Regions from separate parts of the Siniperca chuatsi genome. Here region 1 is linked to region 2. A link is a contact called in public Hi-C data. All regions are on one chromosome and are shown on one strand. Each heading gives the region's core, a stretch centred on a gene start, on an enhancer-like site or on the middle of the called end of the contact. The rest is flanking DNA. Distances are from core to core; before and after follow the strand shown.

Region 1 (6,455 bases), core at 1,019-3,518, 37 kb before region 2:
ACATCTGGGTCTGTGGCTGGTTTCCCATAACAGACTGACATGACCTGTCTGCGCAGACCAGGCCATGATGTCTCGACAAAGGGTTAGAATTAATTCACTTTCATTACGGTCATTTTAGTAAGCTTCAATAACAGAAAAAGGGTTGAACTCTAATTAAGGTCAATTATAGACTGGAAATAAAAATAGTAAATGGAGTGTGAGTATACACACGTCATATGGGTGATTTTCTGCTGAGGATTTTTATTTGTACCTGCACTTTCAATCCAGATAACAATGTATTTAATATGAAGGCATATGAAATTAATCTGCTTACAACATAGGAAATATGAATCTGAATGAGACTATTATTCAATCACACACGTTTATTTCACCTTCTTTTTTGTAGGACTTGGTGTTCACAATCTATGACTGTGCTGCGCTGGAGCGCTAACATACCTGAAAGGACAATATTACTGTCTGCTCAAGGTGATTAGAGAGACAGCAATGCAGTCCTTCTATGTACATTCTCCAAGCGTCTGCAATGATTGAAAGACACAAGGCTGATGTTATATTTATATCTATGGTAACTATGGTTGTGTAACTAAACAATGTACTTTAATCATCTGTTTTATGACTATATTGCGGTTTTAATATTACCACTAATTACCACATCTTTCCTATGGAATCTGACTGGAAACATTTCATATAATAAACTTTATTAAAATGCCTTTTGTTATTCTCATTTAACAAGATAATGACACAATACACACAATATGCATCTGACTTATTCTAATAAAACATTTTATTTACATGTTCTAATTACTCCACTAATGATATAAAATGCAGTGATTTAGGGTTAGTGAGTCCACACCCCTGATTCAAGCAAAATATTAAATACATATACTAAGTGAATCCAGGTAAAATATACTATGTCATATTTTAAGGATTGTTAAAAATAGCCCCTTTTAACAGCCATTTTGACTTGTCATAGTAGGAAAAAGCACAGGTTACTAATAACATTAACAATGGCTCTGTACAATTCAAGTGTCCCAGTAAGACAGTGAGCCAACAATGACCCTGAAACTGAAGCAGCGAAATGGAATTCAGCCATCGTTAATTTCATTAATTACACCTGTGCTTTCCCTACTGTGAAATGTCAAAATGTCTTGACATAAGGTCTATTCTGGGTATTTCAAAATCATCACCGAGCATTTATTGTTGTGTGAATGGATCAAAATTACTTAAAGCCAACAGGCACCTAAGGGATTTTTAGAGGAAGATAAAGTGCATCAAGTTAACATGCTGGAGCTTAATTTTTTGTAGTCATAGTAACTGAACAAAGTATACACGCAATTACAATGGTGACATGTTATTAGTGTGAGGAGATTAGTAGAAACCTCTGTAGGCTTGTATGGACTTGCATGAGCATGTCTCTTTACTGTAGGTTCTTTGGGGATTCACAGGAGTTGTGATGAATTCTATAAAATAGTGAAAAATGTCAGTGACTATTTTCCCAGAGCCCAAGCTAATGTCTTCAAATTGATTGTTTTGTCTGACAAACAGACTAATAGCCAAACATATTCAATTTAAAATGATATAAAACCACAAATCCTCACACCTGAGAAGTTGGAAACAGAGAATCTTTGTTATTTTTGCTTAATAACTGAATACTCTAATTTAAGTAATTTATTTAACAAAAATCTGTCAATTAATACTCTGTCGATCGATGACTAATCATTTCAGCACTAAAATATATATTCATTTTCTGTAGTTGCTTTGTCTCACTCTGGTCGTTTTCCACATGCTCAACGGGTACAAGTTCACTGAGCTGAATGTGCCACTGGAGGGCGCTGTAGTACTGCCTGTACAGGTGAAGAGTAAGTTAGTTGAGCCATCATGTAGTTTAAAGGAAAAGAGAATAGATCAATTATGATTTTAAAACTACTGATTAATGCATTTAAGATTTTCAGTAAAATAAACTGTAATGAACTATCACCCAAAGAGTGTCACTTGTTTTGTTCTTTAATAAAAAACAACCCTATAACCAATAGCATTAAACAGTATAGTGATGCAGTAGGATGTAAACGACCAATACATTTGGGTCACAAAAAATTCACATTCCAATAGAAGTTTAGTAGTTTTGCTTTCAGCTGTTTGAGCTGTGGGAGACCCAGTCAGAGGACACGCCCAGCACCAACCCGGACATGAAGTCCCTTTACCTCATCAGCGCAACAGTGACGACGACTTGTTCTGTCAAAGAAACTACATTTCCATGACGGCAGTGGGAGGGTTGTTGAGTAACAAGGTGGGGCGTTTTCGCACAGTTTGAAGCAACAAGTTGCCCTGGCCGGAAGGCAGGCAGGCGACTACTCCATCGTGTTTCCAGCGGCAGGTGGTCACCGCGCGTCCAACACTAACCGCAGTTTGTGAATGGGGTTATGACCGCAGAGCCTTCAGAACCCCGGGTTGACTTGGACGGAGTGGAATAACTTCTTTTAACTAGCTCAGTTCTCTTTTACTTTTTCTTTTCTCCAGGACGCGGAAAGTGAAGTTTGGTAAATTAGTAGATACGTTTTTTTGACGGGCTGCGCGTCTCTGCGTGCGTAATGCTCTCTGTGTAGAACCTTTTGATACTGAATTGTGTTGCACTTTAAATAATGGCATTCGCTAGATTCAGCAGAATACTCCGTCTGCCCACAATTGAAATCAAAAAGAAAGTCAAGCAGTACGAGCACGTCCATCGGGACATCAATCCTAACGACATATGGGAAATTATTGGCGAGTTGGGCGACGGCGCGTTTGGAAAGGTCTACAAGGTAAGTCTGATCTCAAAGACATGAGGCACCTGCACACTGACTACACTAGTGTAGTGATAAAATCTGTTTATAGTTCTCAATCCTGTCAAGCTTTATTAGTAAGTTGCCCACCTGTTGTCAAGTCCAGTAACATTCTGTTAGAAAAGCAAAGAAAAGAAAGTTTTAAATCTCCCCAAATTCCAAGTCACGCTCATGTTCTCCCATAAAGATTGTTAGCTTGTCTGTGCTACTCCACGATTAAATCAATTATAAGCTCATACATCAATTTCCTTTTGTGTGCTAGTGTTTCTATTGTAATGCACATATCTCTTTCTTAGAATATAGCTTACAATAGAGGTGTGAACTACTTCTGAACACCTTTGGATGCTTCACCATCCCAGCATTGCTGAGATTATGACTAATACCTCAACTATGTCGTTGGTCCAGTGTTTCCCTGCAAAACAAAGTCAGGTAGTCACCAAACTGTGGCTTTGGGTATCATGGAAAAGTTTTTCAACACGACCAGTGGGCGAATGGTTTTACCTGTTGAGAAAAATAATAATTCATTGTACATGTTAGTCCATCACAGTCTATGTCCTTCTGCTGAGATCAACTTCATCTTCAGTTTTATTCCTTTTATTTATGAGTGGCTTGTTGAAGTAACTTGTTTTGTCTTTTCTCAAGTTTGACAGTTTTAAATCCTCATAGTTTTACTATAAGTACGTCAAAGGGACTCGCTCACTTTTTCTGCAGACATCTGCAGTACAGAAGGTTTAGAAAAATCTTCAATCACCCACCCGACTCCCTCACTCCTTGACCCCAGTGTGAAGCAGCCACAGTGACAGTGAAAGCACTCTTCATTAGTTCTGTCCTCTCAAACCTCAGCAGCACTACTTTTGGCTCAGATGAGTTATTTAATCTGGATCTGTTAGCTGGTCAGTCTCCTCTGTGAAGCATGGCACAGGCGCTCTGTGTCTGCAATGCCCAGTGGAGCACAGTGAAAGTCTTTGACACATCGGGGGCCTCAGTGGAAGAAGTGATGCCTTACCAGAGGTCTGTGCTGAACAGAAAATGTAGTCTTTTTAGAGGACTCCACCTTATTTAGGTATTTTGTTTTTACTGGACAGTATGCATACACTGGGGCAATGCTACAGGAGCACAGACACAGGAAGATGAATTCTGAAAGTTCATCCTTCCAGCCCTCCTTCTATCCCCCATCTTACCTTCATAATTAATGTCTGAGTCTCAGTGGAATGGTGACTTGTTTGCAATGAAATTAAAAGAAAATTGTTAAAGTCTTGCTTATGTAGCCACAGGTCTGAATTAAACATTAAGTACATTATGTAAGTTATCCTATAATGTGTCTTTTGAGCGGAGCAAGCATGTGAGGCGTCCTGTGGATAGTCTTTTGACAACAGAGATAAAAACAACACAAACACAAGTGAAGCAAATGGTATACCATGAAGACAAACAGTGCTTTCAGTCTGCTTCTAAGAAGGTGAGGGACTGACTGAACACAAGGTGCTTTAGGTTTGAAGACGCCTTTTTAAAAGTTAGTTTGTAAATTCACAGGAATTATTTGAATGTTAGAGTGTGGAGGCATACACAACAGTGTCCCCACTATGTTTGCACTTTCTTATACAAATGTCAAGCCTCCTCTTTGGCTTCTGCTTCCTCTCCTTGAGTGGGATGGAGGAGGACAGCTCCACACCTGCATCTGTCAGATGGAGGGGAGGGAGGCAGAGTGGGAGCAGATGATGGCCAAGAGAGGAAATCGTGGGACTTCATCAGGGGACTGCTTCCTTTCACAGCTCTCGAACCTCAGGATAAAAAGCTTGTCTGTGGGAGGGAAAGGCCTCAAGTGGTGTATTGCACATGTTTTCCGTTGTTAAAGTCTTTTGATAGAGCAGGCATGAGGGGAGGAGACACAAAATCTCCGTCAGGAGTGAAATCAGCTGCTTATCAGACTGTTAGGGGCAGGAGTCAAATTAAAAGCTGGCTTTGGATGTGTGACAGGTAGCAGAAGAGCAATACTGATTGTCTCTTCATAAATAGATTAATTCTTGTCATATGCACGTTGCAAGGACCCCTGCTCAGGCAGCTACTTAATTTCCAGCACCTGTCTCTGAGATTGGGCACAGACCTCTTTAGTTGTACAGTGTTGGTTGAGAGTACAGAGTGCTCCTGTCAAACTCTCCAAAGGTTAATGTCACCATTGGGAGAATAACAACTCACTTTGTTGCTCAAGGGGAGTGTTAAGGACAAATCAAACTGTGTGTGTGTATTTATATCGCAGGAACACTGTGAAAGAAGGATCTCATAAAATGCAATGTAATCCCTCAGTTATCGAATATGTTCTGCCCTGTAGGTGCAACTGTACTTTTCTATTGTTGATAGTACACTGCAGATGAGGAGTCCAGGATCAATCTTATCAAGATTATTTTTTCTAACCTTTCTCTGATCTTTGCCTTTTTTTTTGTAAAATATTGCATAGTTTTTTCCCTTCAGACTTATTCACATGAATCTTAAATTGCTGTTTGGTTAAACTGCTGGACATTGTTCTTTTTTAAAGGGTTAAGATGAGTGAAACAAATGAAAATGGTTTAACATGTATGGTTTTTGATCTAGTAGTTTTTTTTAAGCATAATTCACTAAGAATTCAGATGAAAAGTTAATGCAATGCAATTGATGGTTAATAGTATGTTCACTTAATTAAAACTAAGCACCTTAGCACATACTTTGACAAAATAAGCAAACCAAATGCTGAGTATTCATTTTTAAAATGCAGGTTTGTGGTGAAAGAACCACACAGAAGGAAACACAAGCTGTTATTGACATTCTCACGTTTTCTGTGTCACAAGGTTACAGCATCACTGTCCACCATCAGTGTGGAGGTGTCTACAGGCAGTGTTTTTAACAATGCATTGTTTGCAGTTTTTGGTTCATGCTGACTTGATTGGTTCAACCAAAGACCTAAATTTAAGAAATGTAGCTTCTCCCTTGGGCTCTTGTTATGGAGCAAGAAATGGTCTAACTTTTTAACTTACTTACTTGAGGCTGCTGGAGTTTGGCTTTAAGTGAACATGTAAGGGATTGACAGCTAAATGTTTTTTCAGTGTTTTTTGAAGTGTAGTCGGCACTACTTTTGATTCAACAGATTGAAATTGCAGTTTGATTTAATTGTATTTGTCATGTTTGACGCCCTTTCGGTGCATGTTGCAAGTCCTTGACATACTGCTCCAAATGTTGCACCGTGTCTTGCATACCCCCAAATAACATAATACCACAATACTGTGATGATGCTTAAAAATCCCCCCAGACATTTGTCGCCCCCGTAGGGTCTTTCATTCTCACCATAACCATTTAAGTCTCTCTCATACTTATAGTCATGACAGGATAATGTCTCACTTCCTGTCCACCCAGTGATTCAAAGGATGGTTGCTTTGTTTTGTCTATGCATGCTTGCACTTGTTGGAAAGAGTGTGAAGGTGTGCGGCTGCAACTGAAGTGTGAAACAGAAGAGTTGTATGGTTCCCCTCACTAATTAATGTGCCACGTGCCGCTGAGCACATTGCCCTGCTGCCGCTGGTGAAATGTTTCCATAGACACGCGCATGCTGTGAGGTTACGCTCCGTTAAATTCCCACTGTGGGATGAAAACCACAGTGCATCTTATCGCTGT
Region 2 (6,768 bases), core at 23-2,522:
CCACAGAGGAACTGAAACTGCATTGTGTTGTGTTTTGGGTTGTGGGTGTTAACCATCTGAAACAGAGGATAGCCTAGTCTTCCTAGATAGATAGTCTTCTATTAGGCTACACATTGCATTTAGGGAAGATACGGAGGATGATACTAGTTAATGCTCTTAAAACCTACATTTTTCTTTTTAATTGGTTATAATTTATGGTGAACATGGATTTAATTGGTAAATTTGGGCTGAATTATTGACAAACACTTTTAATATATCAAAATCCCTCTGTGAAAAGTGAAAACCAAATCTCAAAAGAAAACAAGCTTTCTTTTAAACCTAATGATAATGCATTTTTAACATAATCCAATTGATTTTTAAAGGTTTATTAGCCTAATAAAGAAGATTTCCCATTACCCACAGACCACTTAGCATTCACCAAATTTGTGCTTAGCCTGACAGTCCCAGTGAGAGAGGGACATTATGAAGCTGAAGGGAGTGAAGAGAGAGACCATTTTATCATTAGACACAAAGCCTTTCTGAAGCAGAATATGTAACATTTTGCATTCATCAGAACCAACAGTGCCCTTTGTGTGGGCACAGTTCAGTATTCACCAGTGTGTCTGGAATCTGTATGGAAGTCTCTATGCAGCTCATTGTCACTCTGCTGCTTCTGGAGGCTTATGGACTGACCATGATTGAAATCCTATTGTGCGTGGAGTAGTGTCTGTTTGGGGTATGTTAAGTTTTTCCAGAACAGATTATTCAGCAGGGGACTCGGCCAGCAGCCTGCAGTGAGAGTGACTGGGCTTTCTTTGTTTTGTCGTTTTGGACGAGAGGACACTCACATTTGTGTGAGTGTGTGTGTGTTACTGCACAAGTGTGTATGATTGAGAGCATCACTGTGTGCACGCGGATGTGCTCATGAATTAATCTGTGTGTACATGAGAGCTGTGTGTGTGTGATTTTGTGAATGACGAGTGATAGGAAGTTAGCACAGTCACGTAGAGCCTCAAACGCAAACAACGCAGCTGAGCTACAGAATGACCCACGTGTCCTCTGATTATAGTGCCAGTGTGCACTTAATAACACACACAAACACACAAGCACATAGATTTATTGCCATTGTGAATCAGTTGTGTAGAAAGGGAATCAACAGCAGAACAGTACAAAAGTAGCTTCCAGTAACTGTCATCAGTGGCAGTAGTCTCGCACGGACTCATATGTAGTCTATTTGCTCAGCTGTAGAGGGTTCAGAAGCTTTGTCAGAGTGGACAACAGTTTGCACAAACTAATTCCCTCCTCTCCTATCTCCTTATATATAAACTATTTATAAACCAGGAAATTACGACATCCAGGTTTGAGCTACCCAGTGTTTGCAGAGTAAACCCTGCCTTATGAGTCTGGTAAATATTGTCCACAGAGGCTGATTTAGATAGGGGACACTGTAAATGTACATGTAACCATTCAACAACACAGCTTTGTTAGTCATAACAATTTTGTCTGTTCAGTTGTAAGGTGAGGTCATGCTTTGACTCATATTAAACATGGAATGTATCACATAGTATGATGTCCTTAGACATTGTTGGATTGGCCTGCGTTGTCTTGCTCATACCTCCTAAATTAGACTGAGTTTGGTCAACTTTGATCTGGGAGCAAAGAAGAAGGTCATTGGCCGGTTCTTGGTATGCCCATGATCAGAAATAGACTGCTTGCGTTTGGTTAAAACCTTGAATCTCCAAAAAGTGACTGTTCCAGTAACTAGGAAAAATGTTTAACTGGTTTCAAGTTTCTCAACCAGCAGACTGCAAGTCCTAATGTGAAAACCAACCAAATTTACTGTATATAAAGTAGGCTTTCACCCAGCATTGTTGTAAAGAGTTAAAGAAGCTAAGTCTCATTGTGTCATGTTTACTGGATGAGGTTGTGTCATTATCAGACATTTGCTTTCCGCACGGCGCTCCCTATTACAGTGACAGATGGAGCATCTTGCTGCTTGTTACAGTAGAACCAGATTGACAGGAATATGAATGCCTTTGTCAAAACACATACACACACAGCTGGTGGCGGTTGAGTTGAATTGTGGGTAACGTAGGCACCAGATTTTGACAAGGAAGAAAAATCTCTGGTTCTGCTGCATCAATTTTGATCTTTGAACTGTCTATCATGCGTCTGACACTGTTATAGGAGTGCAACGCTAAATCGATGGAGTACTCTTTTAAATTACTTTAAAACTTTGTGACACAGTGAGCTATGTCATGTGTTTCATTGCTTAGTTCCACCTCCATACTCTTTGCCCCCCAAAATGTCTCTCTTAATTACTGAACTAACAACTACTAGAATAATGTCCCGGCAGACTTTCATTGTACTCTCAAACACATAGTGATGCATGTACACAAGTGCAAGCACAGATTTGTCTTGTACTTGAGGTCTGATTTAATCTAATGTCATCCTTTTTCGTAACCTTTGTTCCTCTCTTTGTTTGTCTGCCTCTCAGAACTTCTCGAATAAGACTCTGAAGCGGACCAGGAAGTTTGTTATTGACGGCGTACAAGTGAGTGTGACCACCTCCAAGATCATCAGGGATGATGAGAAGAAAGATGAGGAGATGAGATTCCTGAGGTGTGTGGATGACATGTCTACAGAACACACATTCAGCACACAAACTTATATCTACTCAATATCTAGATAAGCAGAGTTGGACATATGTGCTGTCTGTCTCCATCTCGTTTCCTCTTTTTATTTCCTGGAAAAATTTGTTTCTATTCTATTCTGTGAAATTTGTTTCTATTCTATTCCTCGGCTCAGAGTGAGTTCTGTACATTGATAAGTGGCCTGTTGGATGTTGCTTTTATTCTATGTACTATTTCAGGCACCCTGCTCTTTTGGGCTTTAGCCCCTTGAGATTTGAGTTCAGAAATATTCCAACTGTTATGGAAAAAGACTAATTTAGGTAATGGTTTCTTTATATACTGTCTGTGGTTTGAAAGAAAAATAAAATGTCTCTGAAGTTACTTTTAGATCAGGGTGAAGATTAGGTTAGCTGTATTTGGTGTAGGGAGTCTAGATGTTATAACAGAAGGATCCATACAGTTTTATATTTGCTGTCCAATGACATGAATGACTTATGTTGTTTTTTAAATGAACAATTTGTACAGTTAAAACCGTCTTAAACACACTGCACTGCCAATGAAGCCCTAAGGAGTTTCTGGTGCATTATGCATGCCATCTAGTGGTAGGAATATGACATTGCATGTGTAACTGCTACATATCTGCTCTGTAAATATGTAAATCAGTTGTCCTGTGTTCCCCTGTGAGAAAAAAATCTGAACCCGAAAAGGAGAAATTTAGGCCATATTTTATATATTTTTTTGGCTTCATGATTGCGCTCTTTGCGTTCTCAGGCTACCTAAGATTAACTTGTTCTCAAACAGCCATTCAAACTGTATTTGCATAAAGCAGTACCGTCATTTAACAGCCACACAGCAGCCTGCTACGCAACACAAGAAAAGAGCCACACACTTCAAATAAAAACCCACATTAGCTTTCCTGCTGAAGTCTCCTTATACAACTCGCAAACACATCTTGTGTTGCACCTTAGCTGAATAGATGACCAAACAAACATCGAGGAATATCGCACTGCTAATGTCAGTTTGCAGGCTAAAGTCAGCTGTAGCACATTAAACAGCTTACAAACTTTCTTGAAAATGTCATTTTGGTCAGTTTAGATGCTGGTGTAGTCCTTATGGCGCCCCAGAGTGTATTTTTACACTTCAAGTCTATTTTCTTCAGTTTTACGTGCCTAACTGCTGTGATTGTGTGTTGGGCGCTGAGCGCTGCCAAAATGTGGCTGACTTACACTCAATACTGCACCTGAACAAAGCTACACTTTCCAGTGCAGGTTTGTTTACTTCTCTGCCGGTTTAGCTGTCAGTCAAACACGACATGCCCCTTCAGAGGCTGAGCGAAAAAGGAACATTTCTGATATTTCCCCATATATCTTTCATAAAAGAATTAATACAGAGTAACAATATTAACTTAAATATTACTATTAACTGTATTTGCATGTTTGAGAAGTTGTTACTCATAAACTAAAGTTGTATATATGTTAAAAATAATTCTGTGTGTGTTTGTGTTTAGACGTCAGGAGCTGCGTGAACTCCGTTTGCTGCAGAAGGAAGAGCACCGCGCTCAGGCTCTTCTAAACGCCAGACTGGAAACACAGAGAGAACAAATGCAGAGACGCTTTGACCAGGAGATGCATGTGAGTCTCACACACACACACACACACACACACACACACCGAGTTGCCACTTTATTAGGTACACCTAGCAACATATAATGCAGTCCATGCAACAAATTCTACAGCTGTGAAGATATTCAGCTTTTGTTGTTGCTGTAACTCTATGGTTAGTTTGGAGCCTGCAGTTTGTGGTGCTGTTGAATTACTTTTCTTATTATATATATATTTTTATTCATATGATGATTGGCTGGAGTAACTTGTAATACATTTTGTTTTTGATTTTTCTGATACACATGTAGGTTGCCAAAGTGTTCTCTCTTATGAAAAGAGTGTTAATTAGTGGTGTGATTCAAAATGCTGTCGGGCTGTTTTTATTTTCACCAAAGCTTATAGTGTGCTTGTTTCCTATTGGTGCTTCCCAGGCCAAGAAGAAGCACTACGATGTGGAGCTGGAGAACCTGGAGAAGCACCAGAAGCAGTGTATTGAGAAGATGGAGGGAGACCACCATGTTAAACTCAAGGAAGAGACCAAGCGCATCAAAGCAGATCAGGAACGTGACTTCCACAAGTTCCAGGATCAGATGAAACACAAGAAAAAGGAGGTGTGTTTAAGATGATGTGTGTGTGTGTGTGTGGGGGGGGAATTCACCAGTTGAATTACTTGCTTTCATTTGTTAAGTCCAGTTAAATCATAACAGAATGTTATGATATATTCTTTTAAAATATTTAGGTAAAACAGGTTGTTGATAAGCTGCCCAGAAGTCAGCGTAAAGAATCCTTGAAGCAGAGGATGAATTCCTTCCAAGAAGAGAAGATACAAGAGGTAAGTTGTTTGGTCAACAGTCATTTGGGCTTATGGTATTTTCATGCACACTTAACTGGTTTTGAAACATTTAAAATACTGAGAATTCTTACATAAATTCTTGAAACATTGCTGAAAAGCGAACATATCCCCTACACAATAACCTCTTAGTCCAATCAAACATTATAGTAAATACTTGACTACTACAGTTGCAGCTCCTCTTTAGCCATCCCTTCCTTCCCCCTTCATGTCTTTCTCTTTTCTGTGTTTTAGGAGAAAACATTCTTGGCAGCTCAGAAGAACCACCTGGACACCACGTTGATGAGAATCCTCTCCAACAACAAGAGAGAGATTGCAGAGATGGAGAGGGAATGCCTCAACAAGAAACACCACCTAATCAGAGGTACAGTATCTGATCAAATGACCCCTAAGTCCTTTTATTCTTAGCCAACCCCTGGTGTAGTGGGAAGTTACATTTGTTGTACAGTGTTGACATATTGTTTATCTCTTGGTCATTTCTTCTGTCCCGTCCTCGATTTGATTAGAGCGTGAAGCTACGATATGGGACATGGAGGAGAAGAACCTTTTCGAGAGACACCAGTTATTGAAGCAGCAGCTGAAAGACCAGTACTTCCTCCAGAGGCATCAACTTCTCAAAAAACATGAGAAGGTAAATCAGTAGATTGCAACTGCCCTTGCCACAATATGTATATACAGTATACAGTATATATGTTTTTGTTCCAGGTCCAACAAAATTAGCAATCCAGCATTTAGCCTATGTTCTTCAGCACACCATCTGTGTGCTTGTTAGCTTTTTCATGGTATATATATATATATATATATATATATATATATATATATATATATATATATATATATATATATATATATATTCCATACACATCAAACAAATGTGACAAATTGTCTGTTTTCTGTGTCACTACAGGAGCAGGAACAGATGCAGTGCTACAATCAGCGAATGATTGAGATTCTGAAAGCTCGGCAGCAGCAGGAGAAGAACCGGCTGCCTAAGATCCAGCGCAGTGAGGCAAAGACCCGCATGGCCATGTTCAAGAAGAGCCTCCGCATCAATTCAACGGGCAGCGCCTCAGAGGACAGAGAGAAGATCAAACAGGTAGGTGTAGCACATGTTTTCTCACTCAAGCATCAAGTTAATTATTTAGCAACTCACTCCCTTTTGTCTCTCTTTAGTTTTCTCAGCAGGAGGAGAAGCGGCAGAAGGCAGAGAGGCTGCATCAGCAGCAGAAACATGAGAACTACATGAGAGAGATGATTGGCCAGTGTGAAAGCAATATCAGAGAGCTGCAGCAGCTACAGGTGAACGAGGGGCAACACTCTCATAATTTACACATTCTATCCTGCATGTCACTGCAGATCTCTTGGTTTGTGTCACAACTTCTAAATGAGCACAATAAATGGCCTGCAATTGTTAACGAGAGCTTGTTTTGTGCTTCAGAATGAAAAATGTCACCTGTTGATTGAGAATGAGACTCAGAGGCTCAAGCATTTGGATGAACAACACAACCAGCTGCTGAAGGAATGGAGGGATCAGCTGAGACCCAGAAAGAAGGTACGTGTTTCCTGTCAGTGTTATTACAATGTGTTATTCAAAACCAATTTCAAAGTCTACTTGCTTATCTACATGGCTCTGACACACAAAACTACCCTCATTATGTTTGTTTTATAAAAAATATAAATGTACATCATACAAGTACTGAAATTA

The links. A called contact is a pair of places that touch in the nucleus more often than the background predicts.
Region 1: a contact with region 2 is called in a Hi-C map of skeletal muscle, with 6 times the contacts expected there. The contact joins the promoter of stk10 here to the enhancer-like site in region 2. A contact is called at or near these places in 2 of 3 Hi-C or Micro-C datasets (skeletal muscle and an unstated tissue).

What each region holds. Positions count from the first base shown.
Region 1 is chrLG14:19,381,279-19,387,733 of ASM2008510v1, reverse strand. It overlaps stk10 (serine/threonine-protein kinase 10), which reads left to right and starts at 2,268. Exons shown (of 20, transcript XM_044222290.1): 1 at 2,268-2,795. The coding sequence starts at 2,637. zmp:0000001268 (CYTL1 domain-containing protein) reads left to right here. Exons shown (of 4, transcript XM_044222291.1): 4 at 386-706. The coding sequence ends at 430.
Region 2 is chrLG14:19,342,950-19,349,717 of ASM2008510v1, reverse strand. It overlaps stk10 (serine/threonine-protein kinase 10), which reads left to right. Exons shown (of 20, transcript XM_044222290.1): 11 at 2,477-2,601; 12 at 4,120-4,243; 13 at 4,645-4,824; 14 at 4,953-5,045; 15 at 5,298-5,427; 16 at 5,570-5,694; 17 at 5,971-6,159; 18 at 6,237-6,362; 19 at 6,502-6,615. Among protein-coding and RNA genes, the nearest start is that of stk10, 39 kb to the left of the region's middle. Within about 2 kb of position 1,272, the one cell type or tissue checked has an H3K27ac peak away from gene starts, as active enhancers do.